Linked DNA regions of Mus musculus: all the other regions are linked to region 1. A link is a contact called in public promoter capture Hi-C data. All regions are on one chromosome and are shown on one strand. The core of a region is the stretch at or near the end of the contact, and the rest is flanking DNA. Distances in the headings are between cores, read along the strand shown.

Region 1 (3,835 bases), core at 846-3,345:
GATCGATCAGTAGCAGCTTAGTTACAATAAACTTTTGTCATCTGCACTGACCTGGAGCTTGAGTTACGTTGTACTTAAACAGATCCCTTAACAGTATAAAAAATGTCCACCGTGGGAAAGAAAAGTCCAACATCCGGCTGGCCGTGGGAAGCTCACTCACAGAGCAAGCTCAATGAACAGCATCGGCCTCAACTTCCCCAGTCAGTTCCCACAGGTGTCCCGAATGCCTGACCTGGTAATGTCATATTCTTGTGTTCTTGTGCCACCCCTCCTGGATTGCTATATTTATTCTTTCACATAAGAAGCTTCACCTGAGCTGGGCAGTGGTGGCGCACGCCTTTAATCCCAGCACTCGGGAGGCAGAGGCAGGTGGATTTCTGAGTTCCAGTCCAGCCTGGTCTACATAGTGAGTTCCAGGACAGCCAGGGCTACACAAAGAAACCCTATCTCAAAAAACAAAAAAACAAAACCCAAAAAAAGCTCAAAAGTATGACTACCCTACATTATTCTCCAGACCATACTGAGCACAAATTAGGGCAGGCAGATCTCCCTGGCCCTGAGGACAGTGCCTAGGAGGCAGGTAGGGGAGGAAGGGACCGTAGTTACCGCATCGATCTCGTTGAGGACCTTCCACTGCTCATAAGGGACGCTCAGCGCCTCGGCTGTCTGGATCGTCCTCTTCATCTGGCTCGTCCAGACCTTCAGATCCTTAATGTTCTGGTCACTGATGAACTGGGCCAGATGCTTGGAAAACTGGAACACATTTACAGCACACTCAGCCCCACAGGTCCTGGGCTGCCTCAAGCATAGGCCCCACAGGGTCCTGACCAAACCCAGGAAGTGGGTTTAGTTTTTAAAAAGTCACACTAACTTCCCAATGGTGTACACATCCAAGTTCTGTGCCTTCTCCCCAGACCCCAGGAGCAACCCCAGATTTGTTGATCAACTGCCCCAAGGCCATGTAACCTCTTCTATGAGTCCTCGATATCCCCCTGAACCATGTCAAGGCCATAGCTGTTCAGTTGGGGCTCGGGCTGCTCTAAGGGGAATGGCCTCTGCCTGGAGAATGTTCATGTGCGTTTGCTCAGCACCTCATCCCCTTTCCCACGTTCTACACCGGATAATGACTCTCTGCCTCAACTGCACATTGGCTATAGCAGCCCCTACACACATATTCACATATCCATCCCTCTACCTGAAGGTACCGATGCACCGATGCATGCCCATGTGCATCACACACACACACACACTGACCTCCCGGCCCCGGGGGGACAGTCCAGGATCCCCACCAATCCGGCCCTTGAGGTTTAGCTCGCTCTCCCCATGCCGGCAGAGGTAGATGGAGCGGGGTGTCACATGGATGTTCATGAGGTAATAAACGATGCGACTCTGGATGTGATCAGCAACACGGTTCACCACATAGCTCTGGCCCACGTCCATGATCTTGATGTAGGACAGATCCCTTGCCAGAGAGAAGGTAGAGAGCGCCTGTGAGGGTGGCCAGGCCCTTGGAAGCACACCGGCAGCCACAGGAACTAGCTGAAAAGCCTGCGACTCTGCCCACTGGATCTGGGATCACAACACACAGGACCGGCAGCTGGTGTGAGAGTGGCAGGGGGTGAGGCAGCTGGGACACACCTCAGTGACACACATACACGTGCTGTGGGGGTGGGGGGTCAACACTCATTGTGCTAAAGGGGACAGCTAGAACAGTGGTCGGTGAAGTCATATCAGGATTTTACTGCTGCGTGTGTGTTTCCAGACCCCTTCCTGTCACCCTCTGTGCTCCGTAAGCTGAACCAGAGACAGCTGTTCCTACGGCTGACCTGGCAGACGCTGGCAAGCGCTGCACTCCCCAAAGTTCCTAGGCAGCTTTCTTTCCCCCAGAGACCCTCGCCTCCAGTCACACAGTCAGGGTCACATATACGCCAAGGAGCTACTACCCCTCCTCCTCAGGCATCCTGTGGCCAAGAAGCACAGGAAGACAGTGCTGGCCTCTCTCTCCACTTTGCGCCTGGGCGATGCTTCTGCTTAGAGAGCACATATGTTGGCAGCGGTGGGGAGGGATGACTTAGCAAGTGCTGAAGCTGGGCTGTGACTTAGCAGTGCTGGGATCGGGCTGTGACTTGGCCATGCTGGGGACAGGCAGTGACTTAGCAGTGCTGGGAACGGGGGGGTGAAGCAGCTGAGAGTTCCCGGATGTTCTCATACAAGTTCTCCCTGTCTGTACCCTTATTACCTTTACTCTACCAATAACCCCGGGAGCAACGTTTGCTGACAGGTCTAACTGGGGCTGTTCAGGGTGAGGCTCTCGTGCAGTAGCCCTGCAGAGTGACAAGAAGCAATGCCGGGGAGGCGGGGGGGGGGGGGGGAGTTGAATAACAAGGCCACACAGGGACAGGCCTAAGGGCCACTCAGCTCCAGTCTGGCTGCAGAGCCCAGCAGAGGGGAGATGTGTCAGCCCACGGGCAACACAGGCACCACCATTCTATGAGTACCCGGAAGCCGTCCCTCTAGCAGCTGCTGTGTTCCTTGGATCATATATTATACATTATATATGATCATACATTATCTATTCTTATGTAATCATAAACACCAAACACATATTTATAACCCAGCCTTTCACTTAACACTGTGCAATGCACGCTCCCACGTCTTTCTATAATTATGGTTTATGGTGACTAAGATTTCACCATGGCCTCAGTGCTATTTACTTCATTCACTGCTGCTGGTTATACTTAGGCCAAGAGGCACAGTACTGCCAACAACGCAAATGCCGCCCACAGGCTGTTTTCTATCAAGTTTTAGTGGAACACACCCATGGCCATTTATTTACAGTTTCTTTTGCAGCACAATGGCACAGTCAGTAACTGTAGCAGGGTTCCAAACCCTAAATAAACCATTCATTATCTGGCCAGTTGGCTGGAGATGTTGCTGATGCCAGCCACAAGACCCTCAGCTGGGCACCCACTTTGGAAGTGAAGGTCCTTGGCCACTCAGCACTCCTGCTTGCCATTCTGTCCCAGAGGGAGGCAGATGGACCTGACAAGTAGTGGCCATCGACTGCTGCTCATAGGCAGATCTGGCTAGCTCCTGTCCACTCCCCAACAGCAGAATGAAAGAAATGTATGAAGTGTTTGCAAACACCTTTTGGGAAGGCCTCCTGCATAGAAATTAGGTTTGATTTTATAGTGAGACAGGAGAAAGTCCCACAGGAGGTAATGAGTGTTCTGTAAGCCACCTCTAGCCAACAACTTCTGCCTCAAGGAAAGAAACAAAAGTGGTCAGACCACACCGGCCTTCTGGAGTGCTTCCCTGAGAGGCCATCACCCTTAGGCGACCACCACACGGAGCCACCACAGGGAATCACACCGAGATGGCCAAGTGGACTCCCCCCACCCCCCTCAGTGCCGCTGCAGCCACGGGGCTCTCTCACCCACCTGTCCAGGTCTTCATCCAGCGACTCATATGAGTTTTCATAGCATTCAATGCGCCTCATGAAGTCTTCGGTGGCTTCGTCGCTGTCCCGGTTGACATAGTCAGGGCTGCCCAGCTTCACTTGCTGTCGGAGTCAGGCACAGAGCAAGAAGCCATCAGGGCTGGAATCCAGGCAGAGCCAGAAAGCAAGAGCACAGCTAGGCAGGGGGCAGGGAGGTGGGACCAGAAGCCAGGCCAGGGCTGGGGGCCTGAGGCCAGAGCCTAGCTGGGGACTGCTCCCATCAGGAATGCTCCGCCTGTTAGCCTTTCACCCTGTGTCTCAGTGAGAAGCCTACAGCTCTTTCTCCTGAATTATCTTTCAAACCCATACAGCCATTCGAGATAAATGAGGAGTACA
Region 2 (3,835 bases), core at 787-3,286, 810 kb before region 1:
ATCCTCCCTGTACCCTGCACATATCCCTTTTCTTCTCTCCCCTACAACTAGTCCATTTTATTCTGCTAGACAGCTGGCCCCTATCTATCTATCTATCTATCTATCTATCTATCTATCTATCTATCTATCTATCTATCTATCTTCCTTCCTTCCTTTCTTTTTTTTTTTTTTTAAAGATTTTATTTGTTGTATGTATATGAGTACACTGGTGTGTCAGACACACCAGAAGAAGGCATCAGATCCCATTACAGATGGTTGTGAGCCAACATGTGGTTGCTGGAAATCAAACTTGGGACTTCTGGAAGAGCAGTCAGTGTTCTTAACCACTGAGCCATCTCTCCAGCCCCCCTGCCCGTCTTTCTTTAGGGTCTGTGTAGTCTGGGCTGACTTTGGGATTACTGTATAAGTCCAGGGTGACCTTGAACTTCTGAGCCTGCTTCCTCTACCTCCCGCTGGCTTCTAATAATGTGCTAGTATTACAGATGTGTGCTTGTGTCCAGTTATGTGGTGCTAGGGATGGAGCCCAGGGCTTTGTGCATGCTAGGCAAGCACTCTTCTGAGCCACCCTCAACCATCCCTGCCACTTGTATTTGTATTAGTTGGTTAAGAAAATATATTTTAGGTTGTAAATTATCTGTAATACTAATATTGAGATACCTTAAAGGATGTTGAGTTTCACTATTCTACATGTAAGTAATTATAGAAGAATCATACATAATTAATTATAGTTCAGTCATATAACTTCAAGTCATAGAACAACAGGATCTCTCTACATAGCCCTGGCTGTCCTGGAATTCACTCTGTAGATCAGGCTGGTCTCAAGCTCAAATTCACAGAGATCCACCTGCCCCTGCCTCTGAAATGTTGGGATTAAAGGTGTGGACAACCATGTCTGACATCTACACACTCTTAATGTACTTTCTTCTTGAGTCATTTATGAAAATATCTATTGATATTTGGCATGGGTCATGCTATCACTGTATCTCCTACCATTGGTGTGTCCTACTGTGAGTCTGGGGACATTACTGCCATATAAGTTATCTAGCTTAGTTTGCAGCACACAGTAAATATTTCTTGGATATGTAATAAGCTAATTCTGTGCCCTGGGAAACCCATTATGGTATTAAAAATCTTGGGAGCAATATAGATGACGTCTTACAGTAATTTAAGCTGTTACTAAGCAAACGTTCTCTCAGAATTGAGAAAAATAATTCCTATTGATGACTAATGTTCTGTTTCAGACAAGGCATCTGGCAAATGGGCCACACAGGTAGCTGCCACTGATGTGGCAAATGCTGAGAAGAAAGTCTAAATGGGAAAGAATGTGTGGGGCAGGGCCCGACAGCCTCTACAGTTAACTGTGGATGCTGCATTTGCTAAACACTGTCATTCATTAGCCAGAAGAATAAGAGTCTCCTACAGAGCCTACTGAAGTTCTTTTTGTGCTTGAGATATGTACAGATATGAAGTGTAGGAATGAGTGCTTCCTAGGTGTCTTGATAAACTGGTCTTTTGGAAAACCAGTGGTTCTGGATTGGAAAGGCTGGAATCCAGCTCCCAGTTTTGATACCAGTGACAATATGTGAATCTTTTCTTTCTCTGGATTTCTGCTTCATTTGTAAAATGAGTTAAGGATCAAATAAATCAAAGTGGTGACTGGGGATATGGCTAAATGGTACAATGCTTAGGCAATATGCACAAGGTATTCAATCTCTAGCACTATGAATGAGTGAACAAACGAATGAATCTAATGGCATGGCATTTATACCACTAATATCCCCATCGATTAGATATATTGCAGAAAATGTGGATAGAGCAAGAAGTTGTAACTCACCAACTGCAAGGGAAGTCCACACTGAGCTGGCCAGAACAAGGACTGCAACTGAGAAGATCACCTTCATGGTGACAGACCTGTGGAAGGAAGCAGTTATTTGCCCTCTGGCTTTGCTTGCTTTCACCTGTGGAAGACACTCCTGACTGAAGGAGCCTCAGCTCAGTGTTAAAGACGTCAGAAGGACAGCAGCGTCTCTATCTCTGCTGGCCCCCGCAGTGTAGAGAAAAGTAGTCTTTCCTGTTCTCCCCTACCCTCTCCGTTCTCTGGGGGAGAAATTCCTTCTGTGATAACCATCTGCAGAATCAGTGTTCCTGCAACAGACACGAGTCACATGCTGTTCTCTTCAGTAATTTCTCTTACTCCTACGTAAGAGCAAACCACAGAAGCTAAGAAGCAAGGTTAGTACATTTAGACACTTTCCCAGAATTCTGGATTTAATGGATTAGGTCTTTGTCTTAGTTCCACAGGTGGTGCTGTCTGTGTGCTGAGTTTTACAGCTTGGATGGGATTGCCATCATGGGCTCAGCTGTGCTTAGGTCTCAGGGCCGACTAAGTCTGGGGTCCTCTTGCAGTGGTTTGAATAGGAATGGCACCCATAGGCTCATATATTTGAATGCGCTGTCATCAGTGAGTGGCATTACTTGAGAAAGATGAAGAGCTGTGGCCTTGTTGGAGGAAGGGAATGGGTTTTGGGGTTTCAAGAGTCCAAGTCAGGTCCAGTGTTGCATTCTTTCTGCTGCTAGAAGCCAGTGTAGAGTTCTTAGCTACTTCTTCAGCACCGTGTCTTCCTGCATGCTACCATGTTTCCCACCATGATGAAAATGAACTGATCTGTAGGCAAGCCTGACTAAATGTTTTCTCTTCTAAGAGTTGCCTTGGCCACCCTGTCTTTTCACAGCAGCAGAACAGTGAGCAGGCCAATATTCTTGAGAATACTTTCATGGGACAGCATAACTGATTCAGTAGCTCACCCCAGTGTATGGCTACTCCAGTGTATGGCTACTCCAGTGTATGGCTACTCACTCCAGTGTATGGCTACTCCAGTGTATGGCTACCCCAGTGTATGGCTAACCCAGTGTATGGCTACCCCAGTGTATGGCTACTCCAGTGTATGGCTACTCCAGTGTATGGCTACTCCAGTGTATGGCTACTCCAGTGTATGGCTACTCCAGTGTATGGCTACCCCAGTGTATGGCTACCCCAGTGTATGGCTACTCCAGTGTATGGCTACTCCAGTTTATGGCTACTCCAGTGTATGTCTACTCCAGTTTATGGCTACTCCAGTGTATGGCTACTCACTCCAGTGTATGGCTACTCACTCCAATGTATGGCTACTCCAGTGTATGGCTACTCCAGTGTATGGCTACTCCAGTGTATGGCTACCCCAGTGTATGGCTACCCCAGTGTATGGCTACCCAGTGTATGGCTACCCCAGTGTATGGCTACCCCAGTGTATGGCTACCCCAGTGTAGGGCTACCCCAGTGTATGGCTACCCCAGTGTATGGCTACCCCAGTGTATGGCTACTCCAGTGTATAGCTACTCCAGTGTATGGCTACCCCAGTGTATGGCTACTCACTCCAGTGTACGGCTACTCACTCCAATGTATGGCTACTCCAGTGTATGGCTACTCCAGTGTATGACTACTCCAGTGTATGGCTACTCCAGTGTATGGCTATTCCAGTGTATGGCTACCCCAGTGTATGGCTACTCCAGTGTATGGCTACTCCAGTGTATGGCTACCCCAGTGTATGGCTACCCCAGTGTATGGCTACCCCAGTGTATGGCTACTCCAGTGTATGGCTACTCCAGTGTATGTCTACTCCAGTTTATGGCTACTCCAGGTAGCCTACTCCAGTGTATGGCTACTCCAGTGTATGGCTACCCCAGTGTATGGCTACCCCAGTGTATGGCTACCCCAGTGTATGGCTACTCCAGTGTATGGCTACTCCAGTGTATGGCTACTCCAGTGTATGGCTACCCCAGTGTATGGCTACTCACT
Region 3 (3,835 bases), core at 682-3,181, 540 kb after region 1:
ATTGAACTCAGGACCTCTGGAAGAGTAGTCAGTGTTCTTAACCGCTGAGCCATCTCTCCAGCCCCTTTGTTTTAAGCACAGTAATTTAAAACTTAAAACACAACTTTATGGGGCTGGAGAGAGACTGCTCTTCCAGAGGTCCTGAGTTCAACTCCCAGCAACAACATAGTAGCTCACAACCATCTGCAATGGGATCTGATGCCCTCTTCTGGTGTGTCTGAAGACAGCTACAGTATACCAATATAAATAAAGTAAAATAAATAAATCTTTGTTAAAAAAAAATACACAGGGCAGTGACAGCTCATGCCTTTAATCCCAGCACTCGGGAGGCAGAGGCAGGTGGATTTCTGAGTTCGAGGCCAGCCTGGTCTACAGAGTGAATTCCAGGACAGCCAGGGCTACACAGAGAAACTCTGTTTTAGTTAGGGTTTTACTGCTGTGAACAGACACCACGACCAAGGCAAGTCTTATAAAAAACATTTAATTGGGGCTGGCTTAAAGGTTCAGAGGTTCAGTCCATTATCATCAAGGTGGGAGCATGGCAGTATCCAGGCAGGCATGGTGCAGGCAGAGCTGAGAGTTCTACACCTTCATCCAAAGGCTGCTAGTGGAAGACTGACTTCCAGGCAACTAGGGTGAGGATCTTAAGTCCACACCCACAGTGACACACCTACTCCAACCAGGTCACACCAATTGCAACAACGACACACCTCCAGATGGTGTCACTCCCTGGTCCAAGAATATACAAACCATCACAAACCCTGTCTCAAAACAAAAACAAAAACAAAAACAACTGGGCTGGAGAAATGCCTCAGCACTGACTGCTCTTCCAAAGGTCCTGAGTTCAAATCCCAGCAACTCACAACCATCTGTAATGAGATCTGACACCCTCTTCTGGTGCGTCTGAAGACAGCTACAGTGTACTTATGTATAATAATAAATAAGTCTTTGTGCCAGAGCGAGCAGGGACTGAGCGAGTTGGGTTGACCGGAGCGAGTCCTAAAAAAGTTCAATTCCCAACAACCACATGAAGGCTGACAACCATCTGTACAGCTACAGTGTACTTATATACATAAAGTAAATAAATAAGTACCGGGTGTGGTGGCACACAACTTTAATCCCAGCACTCAGGAGGCAGAGGCAGGCGGATTTCTGTGTTCGAGGCCAGCCTGGTCTACAAAGTGAGTTCCAGGAAGCCAGAGCTACACAGAGAAACCCTGTCTCGAAAACCAACCAACCAAACAAAAAAAGTAAATAAATCTTAAAAAACAAAAAACAAACCACAACTTTAGCCCTCGTACTGTCTCTCTGCAGCTGCTTTTGAATAATCTAACAGATCTTTCTGTGTGGCACTATTCTTGGGGACATGTTAACAAAAGTCTACTCCAGGCAATGAGCTGGAAACAGTACAAAGTACAGACACCACCAAACATGTCCAACATGGCGAACCAATGAGTTTTATTGGGGTTCCTTACAGGAACAGAAAAAAATGACCCAAAGACAGCGGCTTCACCAAAGCCCTTCTCAGCATGGGGGACAAAGATGAAGTCTGGAAACCTGGAGCACACTCTGCCTGCAGGCAGATCAGCAAGCTGCAGAATCACTTGGTGTGAGCCTCTCCCAGGCGGCTTGTCTTGTCTCAGCCTACTCTGGTTGGCCTTGCAGGTCTGTTTGCTTCAGGCAGCCTAGCTAGCCTGAGCCGGGATGGTCAGCTTGTCTGAGTGTCTCTAGGCAGACAGTCTTTACTACTTCTATTTGCTCAGGGAGGGAGGGACCTAGTGAATTCCATCAGTTTCAAGGACTTTAGGAATTCCTGGGCCGAATGAGCTTCCTGGCAGTACAGACTATTTCTCCTCCCTAGAATATCTTGTATCTTAAGGAGCCTCCTTCAAGGATGGGATGTTTCACTACCTCTTAGAACGTCCTGTGTCCTAAGGAGCCTCCCTGAATAATGGATTGTTTCCTCCTTCCCTTAGATTGTAAAGTTCAGAACAGCCAGTATCTTAAGGAGACACTGAAATGGATTTTATCTTAGAGAAAATTGCTACACAACACATAGCCCTGCATGGAGTTACAGGGCAGTTAAATCACTCAGATAAAGGAGATGATTGGTCCTCAACCTCAAACCTACAGGCCTTGAACTTACCATTAGTTAATTCGGGGACAGTTGGGGCACTGCCCACTCAAGACACATTTAGAGGTCAGAGAACTGTGTGGGTGGCCTCTAGGATCAGGTCTCAGTCACCATGTTGGGAAGGAAGCCTTTCTTCATTGTTCCCGTGCAGCCTGCTCCGAACTCCTGGGAGTGATCTGTGGCCTCGGCACCTAAGATGTCGGCTCAGGTGTCACCTTTGTCAATGACAGGAGGGCAGAGAGCAGCTGGTGGGATGGGTCATCACAGCCTCGCTCACTGTCATCTGCTCCTGCCCTCCTTTTGGCCTCACAGCTACTCCATACCCATCTCTGCTTCCGAGTATCTTCTGAACCTTTATTTCCCGTCTCTCCCAGGATGCAAGTTTCCCCCAGACAACGCCAACTCTCCTTCCTTAGGCCTCCACGAGGTTTCCCGTCCTTCCAAACAATCCGTTTGGTTCTCACTTTTTTGTTCATATCTTTCCTGTGGTTCATGTCTCCTGGTCTCGTGAACTCTGACCCCTGCCCTATTCTCACCCCCCACCCTTCCTACGTATGATTCTCCACTGGTACAATCGACCTGTGCTCTCCTGCCTCTCTGACAGCTTCCCTGCATAGATCCTGTCCTGCTATGATTTGTTTCCACAAGAGGTAGGGCTGAGCACCAAGAACTTGACAGAATCCAAAAAGATGGTGGTATGCATAGGCGGAGGTCCTCACTTCATTCTCCAAATCCTCAAGGTCTTGAGGGCGAATTGTTTCCAGTTGAAAAAGCATAAGGGCCTGGGCAGAACCACTGCCCTCTTGATGTGGGGAATGGCATGAGGTAAGGTGAGGATATCATGACCACTCGGTCCCAAGGATACTCCCCCCCACCCCCTTTCATCACTGTTTTCCTTTTCGGAGACAGTGTTGTGTAGCCTAAGCTGATCTCTAACTCGAGATTCTCTTGCTTAAGCCTCCCTAGTTCTGGGATTATGTGCATTCCTCCCTTCTCCCTCCTCTGTTTTTGAGCTGGTCTTGTGTATTTGTGCCTGGATGTGTGTACATGACACACAGGCAATCTTGTCCATGCAGGTACATATATGAAGGCCAGGAGCTGATGACAGGATATCTTCAATTGCTTACCCATCTTTCTTTTTAAAAAGATTTAGGGCTGGTGAGATGGCTCAATGGGTAAGAGCACCCGACTGCTCTTCCGAAGATCCGGAGTTCAAATCCCAGCAACTACATGGTGGCTCACAACCATCTGTAACAAGATCTGATGCTCTCTTCTTGAGTGTCTGAAGACAGCTACAGTGTACTTATATATACTAAATAAATAAATAAATCTTTAAAAATTTTTTTATACAGCTGGGCGGTGGTGTTGCATGCCTTTAATCCCAGCACTTGGGAGGCAGAGGCAGGCAGATTTCTGAGTTCGAGGCCAGCCTGGCCTACAGTGAGTTCCAGGACAGCCAGGGCTACACAGAGAAACCCTGTCTCAAAAAACAAACAAACAAACAAAAAAAAAACACACACACAAAAAAATTATACATATTGTGAATTTTTGCTTGCATGAATAGGATATACCATATGCATGCCCTGCACTTGGAGGCCAGAGGGAGGCATCGGATCTGTTGCAACTGGAGTTATGAGTGGTTGTGAGCTATGCTGTGGGTGCTGAGAACCTAACCCTGGTCCTTTGCAACAGCAGTGAACT

The links. Promoter capture Hi-C pulls out the DNA fragments that hold promoters and counts their contacts. Capture Hi-C pulls out chosen DNA fragments and counts their contacts.
Region 2: a contact with region 1 is called in a promoter capture Hi-C map of hippocampal neurons, with 4 times the contacts expected there. The contact joins the promoter of Spink8 here to the enhancer-like site in region 1. A contact is called at or near these places in 19 of 39 promoter capture datasets (the 3T3-L1 cell line, 3T3-L1-derived adipocytes, the C10 cell line and 10 more), 2 of 15 datasets of contacts at CTCF or cohesin (large pre-B cells and stem cell-derived epiblast-like cells), 3 of 484 Hi-C or Micro-C datasets (the G1E-ER4 cell line and embryonic stem cells), 1 of 115 datasets of contacts at active chromatin or transcription factors (epiblast stem cells) and 1 of 9 other capture datasets (liver).
Region 3: a contact with region 1 is called in a promoter capture Hi-C map of adipose tissue. The contact joins two enhancer-like sites.

Annotation. Positions count from the first base shown.
Region 1 is chr9:109,008,076-109,011,910 of GRCm38.p6, reverse strand. It overlaps Pfkfb4 (6-phosphofructo-2-kinase/fructose-2,6-biphosphatase 4), which reads right to left. Exons shown (of 14, transcript NM_173019.5): 7 at 3,441-3,562; 8 at 1,255-1,462; 9 at 607-753. Among named protein-coding and RNA genes, the nearest start is that of Pfkfb4, 18 kb to the right of the region's middle. Within about 2 kb of position 2,095, at least 92 of the 459 cell types and tissues checked have an H3K27ac peak or open chromatin away from gene starts, as enhancers often do. A contact at or near this core is called in the G1E-ER4 cell line, the HPC-7 cell line, adipose tissue and 1 more, where this site is marked.
Region 2 is chr9:109,814,828-109,818,662 of GRCm38.p6, reverse strand. Spink8 (serine peptidase inhibitor, Kazal type 8) reads right to left here and starts at 2,036. Exons shown (of 5, transcript NM_183136.2): 1 at 1,835-2,036. The coding sequence starts at 1,901. Gm51691 reads left to right here. Exons shown (of 1, transcript XM_030244768.1): 1 at 1-3,835. The coding sequence starts at 3,489.
Region 3 is chr9:108,467,962-108,471,796 of GRCm38.p6, reverse strand. No RefSeq gene overlaps it. Among named protein-coding and RNA genes, the nearest start is that of Ccdc71, 9.3 kb to the right of the region's middle. Within about 2 kb of position 1,931, at least 17 of the 459 cell types and tissues checked have an H3K27ac peak or open chromatin away from gene starts, as enhancers often do. A contact at or near this core is called in adipose tissue, where this site is marked.